2 separate regions of the Mus musculus genome follow, and region 1 is linked to region 2. Evidence: chromatin contacts called from public Hi-C data. All regions are on one chromosome and are shown on one strand. Each heading gives the region's core, a stretch centred on a gene start, on an enhancer-like site or on the middle of the called end of the contact. The rest is flanking DNA. Distances are from core to core; before and after follow the strand shown. Region 1 has its middle 7.2 kb from the start of Gm46242. Region 2 has its middle 31 kb from the start of Twist2.

Region 1 (3,339 bases), core at 338-2,837, 100 kb before region 2:
GATAAGGGAAAGCATGGGAGCCAAAGGTGGGGCAGCTCAGTGAGGACTGGAGGAAGGAGGACAGTGAGGACTGGAGATGCTCCAGGTAACAACCGAGGGACCTGACGTGTGGGTAGCTGCGGTCACCTCAGGGCTAATCTCTTGGTGGCAAAGGGATACAAGTCTGCAGTGGGATCCCCTGGTGTGGCTTGTTGATGTAGCTGGACTCTCTCCCCCCTTGCTGGGGAGGGTCAGCAGAGGTTGGAGGTCAGACCCTGACTCAGCTCGGCTTGACGAATTTACTTTTAAACAAACTCCTCTGGGCTTTTCCCCTGAGGCCTGTCACATAAATTTCTATTTAGTGCCACTGGGTCTCCAGCCAGGGAGCTGCCAGGATGTTTTGAGAAGAAGCTGGGAGATCACATGGTCTTGTCTCAGGGACTGTGTAGAGGAGAGCTCGGAGCTGGGTACCAGATGGAGATGGGAAAGGAAGAAGCTGACTGGAGCCTTTCCCCAGGGCTCCGTGAAACAGCCAGTGCTGAACAGTGACAGGCTTCAGGCCCCCGAGGTTCCCTAGTGGGTGCACACCTTGGGGGAGGGGGCTGAGGGTTACAAAACCCACCCTTCCCTGGGCTTGCCATATCTATAGAGGAAAAACCCAGCATTTCAGGGTCCCTGTAGGAAACCCCCTGTACTCTGGGCATTTTCTTACCTGTTCTCACCGCCCCCTACGGGGGGGGGGGGCAGAACAGTGAGGTGAAATCCTGGGTATATGTGTGCTGTTGATATGGACATAGCCACATACCAAGGACCCCTAATGCCTCAGCCCCGTGGAGGTGGCAAAGTCTTCCTCAGGTCTGAGTGTAGATGCTGATAATGTGTACAGAAAATGTCCACCATACATCCTCCCAAGGGAGGTTTACAGCTCGAAGACAGCTCTGCTTCTCTTGAGATGAGCAAAACCTGTCTCCCTTTTCAGCTGTATATAATAACCCTGACTCCTTGTTTTCTGTAATATACCCACTTCCATGGACAGCTGTATGCTATAGTCCCCCCTGCCAAATGCTCTATAATAAACACATCAGCTTCTGGGGTATTACAGCTTCTCCATCAGGTTTCCTGTTCTTGTATTTGCTTTTTCTTTATTTCCTGGGCCTCAGTCAGGCTGATCAGAACAGTGGTAAGTAACCTCTTCTCACACTAGAACCTAAGACTTGCAGGCCCTGGGTCCCCCTGAAAGCCACAAGACAGAGGTGCAAAGCCTCCAGCTGCCTCCTGTCTATTTTAGAAGAGTCTTTACAGACTGTTCAGCCCCAAGCCACACCCCTTAGTTACAGCCCCAGCTTGCATTTGAAAGCTAGAAGAGAAACGTGAGATTTTCTGTCCTGTGCTTCCAAGGAATCTCGGGAGAGCTGCGTGTATGTTTAGGGCAGAGCCAGGCCCTAGAGACCCCACTGCAAAGGAATCAGCCTGATCTGCAGTCCTTGGGAGGGTATCACAGTGGAGGTGCCCTCCTCCTGCTTGATGGGTGTGTGGCCCAGGCAGGCAGAGAAGGTGGGAGGGGTGCAGAGCCACTGAGAGCACAGCACAGTGCAGCCCTGTTTGTGTTGGCAATGCGGCTGCCCAGCCATTTCCAGGTTGGATGACTGCGTGATGGAGAATGTAGGTCAGGGGTTTAAGCAAACACCTTCTGGATCTCACATCTATGTGAGCGTGGGGAGGGGCTCAGTGAGCTGCCGGAGAGTTTGCTTAGTGTGGAATTGTCCCTGGATTGAAATGACAGCATCGTCAGCTGTCACTTACCTTGGTGTGGGAGGGAGAACACGGACAAAAGAGATGCTAACCTGGCTGTAGAACACAGAACAAGGACAACAGCCAACAGGAAGGCACAGCCTGGTATTAGCCAGGGCAGAAGGCAGCCATGGAGGGAACAGAGTGGGTGAAGGGATGTTGTGGGGAAGTGACATTCAAGCATGAGCAGGGGCCAGAGGCCACCAATAAACTCTGGAATGAAAGACTTCCGTCTCAGAGAGGAAACAACCCACCCCATGGGACCATGCATGAGCGCAGCCTCTGTGGCAGGTCCCGTAGGCTCACACCTATGATCACCATGGAGTACTCCCACCTGCCTTTCACAGAGGGGCACCCACAGATGAAACCAAGATGTCTGTCTGCACCCCAAGATGAGAGTCTTCACTGACACTTGTTATTCTGTGATCTTCTCCCTGGTCCCTGAAGCTCTGAAAACACAGGCACTAGCTGACATCAGAACATGTCCTGGGTGGCCTCTGGAGCCAGGCCAGAGCTGTCATTAAACAGGGAGGGAGACCTCTAAACTGCTTGCTACCAAGGGCCCATGGCAGTCTTGCTTGACCCAGGGCTCCACATTACCTGATGCTAGGGAGTTTATTGTCCTAGCTTTGCTGGTAGAAGTTCCAGAGACCTTGGGGGACACAGCCTAGAAGCTACTCATTTGTATGGCCAGCTCGAGGCAGGGGCTACAGATTATAGGAAGACACCTCTATGAGCTTCAGAGGGGGCTGGAGCTACCACCCAGCTGCCCACTCACTGGTATGTGTGTGTGTGTGTGTGTTGCTCCCCAGGAGTCCCTGTCTGCTCATTTTACATAGAAGTCATCATACTATCCTAATCTGGTCCCACCCAGCAACCCTGCCCTTGGCCAGAACCCTGGTACTGGAAGCCTGAGTTGTGGGCAGGTCCTGCTCCTGAGCATGGTGGCCCTTTGGGGAGAGACTCAAAGACACCCCCCTCCATGGAATTCCTCTCTCCCCTTTGTCTTTGCTTCAAGAGGATTTATTGGCTTGAGATGGTGTCGCTGTGTGGATAAGAAAAAAATGCTTTCCTGAGGAACCGCAGAGTGGCCCTGCGAGTCCCATTGCCTTGGTGGGAGGCCTGACCTCACTTCCTCCACTGCAGTAATTAATGGGACAGAAGAGCAGCCTCCGAGAGCCAGGTCCCCAGCAGCAGCATATACTCACAGTGCATTATTTCTGTGTAAGGAGCCCTCGGGGCCATTACACTTGCAGGTCAGTGGGCACAGAGGCCACTCTGGCTCACTCGGTATTTACTGAGAAAACATCACATGTCTTCTCATCTGCTCTTACACTTAATATTTGACACTAGTCCATATGAAAAACAAGTGGGTATTTTGAATGGGGGGTTTTCTTCTGAGTTCCAGGAGCCGAGGATCAGAGTCTGTGGTTACAGACACCTCATGGGGGATGCTTTCCTTTCCTTTGGGCTGGAGACAACTAGGAGAGGGGGGTACTCAAGTCAAAGGTCAGAGACCAGAGGTCCTCCTCTTACCTGTCAGAAATGAATCTCCAGCACTAACCATTA
Region 2 (3,763 bases), core at 378-2,877:
GACATTTGTGCAGCTTCCACTGTAGCTGACATTGCCCCTTATCTGACTCTGGGCACTCATCCTCCATCAGGGATCTTGGTGCCCTGGACTAAGCTCATTGTGGGTGTGGGATAGAGTCTGCTGTGTGCCACCAAAGATCATCCCCAGAGTGTTGGCCAACAGCTGTTAAGTCTTCTGTCATTTCCTATGCCTCAGCTCAGAACATGAGCTCCAGACACCAGAGGGCTGCAGCCCCGTAGGATTAAGATGTCAGGTTCAGCTGCAGCGCTCAGCCTCCTCTGCCTCCCGACAGCTCCCGAGCCCTAGCAGAGCATCCCAGGAAAGCTCCCAGGTCTAGGAACTCTGAAGGATGAGCTTAAAGAGAAAACCAATTCTGCAGGGGCCGTGGAGTGCCACGGGGATGGGAATACTTGCATCCACGCCCACTCAGTACCAGCCCTGACTCCTCCCAAGCCAAGAGGCAGGTGCTCCCAGACAGATTCTCCTCCTTCCCCAGGTAAACCGAGATGTTGGTCAGAACGTCTCCCAGCGGTGACAACTCTGGACTCAAGAAATTTTGACGTATTCTTCACCAGATTGCCAAGTAGATGTTTCTTCCAGGGCCCTAGCATTGTAATGATAAGATTCTGCTTGCAACAAAAGCCACTTTGAAATGCTCAGAACTGTTCACAGACAGACTCATGCAGAGAGCAAGCTAGACACTTGCATTTTCAGAAGGTAGGATAGACTAGAGCCAAGGACCATGTCTCTTTCATGTGCCAAGGGAAGGCCAGGCTAGCCTCTCTAATCTCCTGCACTAATTGATCTGTCTCTCTGAGAATTCAGATAGAACACTCTTTAGTCACCTTTGTTGATTCTTTCAAGTTAGACTCTTACCTCGAAGAGCAAAATATGTGTGAAGCCCCCTTTAGTTTTTTCTTTTTTTTTTTTTTATACAGCGAAACAGACACAGGGTCATCTTTGAAATTAGTAGACTCACTGTGTTTATCTCCCAGATTATTGGATGTGACTCCACACTGTGGACAGTATTGGCAGAGGGCACATTGATGGGTTCTGCTTCCAGCACGGGGCGCGTTCCCTCATGTTGAAAGTCCTCCCAGCACTTCACAGTAACAGATCACTTTATAGCCCATCTGAGAGCCTTTTAATTTAAAAATGTGTTCAAGCACTTCTAGAGGACCATGGCATGCTGGTGTTTGGAGCAGGAAAACCACTTCTAAATTCTTAAAAATAACCACTTTAAAAATCTCAAAAACCACATCAGGTAACTCTTTCTCCCTCTAGTATTTTAGTTCAGGTTTGAAGAGGCGGCATTATTTCTGAGAGGAAACATACAACAAACTTAAAACTACTCTCATTGTACAATTACTCTTTTCTAAGTCGTTACCCTGTGATGTTCGGGGTGTGGCCTTTAAGAGTCGACTGTAAATATAATGTTTACAATGGCAAGAGAGAAAGCTCTGGGAGAACCAATCCTGGTAGGTGTTCGAACTCTCCACTGTCCCGCGTGACTTAACTGTCCGTGAACCCTGTCAGGGATCCATCAGATAATTCAGAGAAGGCCTCCAAGGGAACACCTGCCTACTGTACTCAGGGCAGGAGGGCTTCCAGTCACTAATTACTGATCGACTCTGAGACACAGGAGGGTTGATGCTGCTAACCCGGTGTGCTGGGGGGCAGGGCGATGCAGCCAGCTGCAGGGCTGGAGCAAAGTGGGGGGCGGGGAGTAAACAACCATGACCGTTAGCTTTTACTAGGTGAGCATGCCGCCCCCGCCTTATTTTTTCTCTTAGAAGTGCCTCCCATAAATGGTGGGAATCCTATAAATATCCCCTCCCTAGATCCACGGGAGGAAGGCATAACGGCAAAAGGGGAGTCTGGAGCTGTGGTGGAGTGGAATTCCACGACCCTAATTCACAACCATTCCCTGCAGAATCCCTCTGCTTTCAAGTGGTCCCCTCTTGGGGCTCCCAGAGTATTCGAGGCCAGTGCCAAGCCAACTATCTCTGCTTTTTATCTACTGACGGAAATAGGAGCGGTACACACAAAATTAGCTCCATAAATAAATGCTGAAGTCTAATTGCCCGGCCGGCCCTAGCCCAGGAGGTTGTGGAGAGGCGCTCTGGTCTCTTTCATCTCTGGCTGCAGCTGGCCCGGGACGCAGGAAACCCTGTGTTTTTTGCCCTCGGAGAAGTGCTCTGGTGGCCGACGTCCACTTCCCTGGTGGAGAAATATTTACTTTGTGCTAATTGGTCTCCTCTTGGCAGCCTCAGTGCACCATCATGATTCTTTGAGTTGAGATTGAGTCCTCTGGCGGAAGGAAAGAAGGTGGCAGGCTCCTTGGCCTGGGGGCATAGAGTTAAGGGAGACAGCCTGTGCTCATCTGGAACCCGCTAACCAAACATCTGTTCCGGGACAAACTCTGTCCTCAGAGTCCTTGGCTCACAGTCTCTCCCCACAGACACCTCTGCCCTCCATTCCTGTGGGAGGCACTGATTGCCATCATTAAAGGGCAGGGTGCCCCGCCCGCCAGGTCCTCTGATTCCTTCTGCCAGGTGCTCTAAATATATTTTGTGACTTTGATAAAGTAACCATACACCCAAGATAGGAGATGTGGAGAATACAGAAGCAAGTATCAGTGGAGGACTGCCCATAATCTATCACTCGGAGGTACCCACACCAGGAGCTGGGAAGATGGGCCCATAGGTAAGAGTGCTTGTTGCACAAGAATGAAGATCTGAGTTCAAATCCCCAACACTCATGTAAAAAGCTGAGCGTGAGCCTATAACACCAGTGGGGGATGAGGTTCCAGGCTTAGTGAGAGACTCCATATCAAGGAAATAATCCAGAAACATCCTCCAAACACCTACAGGCTTATAGCCCATACATATACATAACCATAAACAACAAACAAACAAGATCACCCCAGGCATCCTCAATGTAGCCTCTTAAAAGGAGCCTTGTGAGTCTTACCCACTTTAGCTAACAGGACAGGGTACATTTCCTACAATTATTTCAGACTCTTGGGGAATAGTTTACACGGGCAGTGTAGGGTTTCATCACTAATTTTCTGGTATTTATTTGGAGATCTGCATCTGGTGATGGACACGCGGGTTGTGTTCAGACTTCCTCCTTATAAATGAGGTGGTGATGAACGCCTTCAGGCCCGACTGTTTCCACTTTCCTTATCCCCCCCAAAGAAGACGAGTGGGCGTGGCGTTGCTGAGTGATCACTTTTAATCTACACTTCAAAACCACTTTCCAAAAGCATTCTATTGGCCTTCCAAAAGAGCCCACGAGAACACCCAATCTACCCAGACTTAGGCCCAGTGTGGACAACAGGGCTTTAAAAGATGCTACTTAGAGCTTGCTTTTCTGATCTGCAGTTATCAGTGATGATAAATAAGTTTTTAACTTACTTATTCTATCTTCCGTATTCTTGTTACTCTTGGGGTTTTGTCTTCTCTCGCTCTTCCCTCCCCCTTTCCCCTCCCTCTTCCCCTCCTTTTTCCTTCCCCCTCCCCCTCCCTATGTGTGTGTGTGAGATTGTGGAGTGGTTTGAATAAGAGTATTCCCTAGAGATTCAAATATTCAAATTCTTGCTCCTGTTAGTGGCGCTGTTTGGGAGGCTTAGGAGGTATAACCTAGCTGGAGGACATTCACCACTGGGGGTGGGCTTTGAGATAAAAGCCCTGTGCCGCTTCCAGTTAGCTCTTGCAGGTCCCTTGCCTGCTCCTACCAACATGCCTACACTTGGCTCCTT

The links. A called contact is a pair of places that touch in the nucleus more often than the background predicts.
Region 1: a Hi-C map of uterus shows a contact between it and region 2, with 4 times the contacts expected there. The contact joins two enhancer-like sites. A contact is called at or near these places in 9 of 484 Hi-C or Micro-C datasets (the AtT-20 cell line, the N1E-115 cell line, cranial neural crest and 5 more) and 1 of 115 datasets of contacts at active chromatin or transcription factors (pancreatic cancer cells).

What each region holds. Positions count from the first base shown.
Region 1 is chr1:91,870,824-91,874,162 of GRCm38.p6, reverse strand. No RefSeq gene overlaps it. Among named protein-coding and RNA genes, the nearest start is that of Gm46242, 7.2 kb to the left of the region's middle. Within about 2 kb of position 1,587, at least 71 of the 459 cell types and tissues checked have an H3K27ac peak or open chromatin away from gene starts, as enhancers often do. A contact at or near this core is called in the N1E-115 cell line and uterus, where this site is marked.
Region 2 is chr1:91,768,860-91,772,622 of GRCm38.p6, reverse strand. No RefSeq gene overlaps it. Among named protein-coding and RNA genes, the nearest start is that of Twist2, 31 kb to the left of the region's middle. Within about 2 kb of position 1,627, at least 22 of the 459 cell types and tissues checked have an H3K27ac peak or open chromatin away from gene starts, as enhancers often do. A contact at or near this core is called in the N1E-115 cell line and uterus, where this site is marked.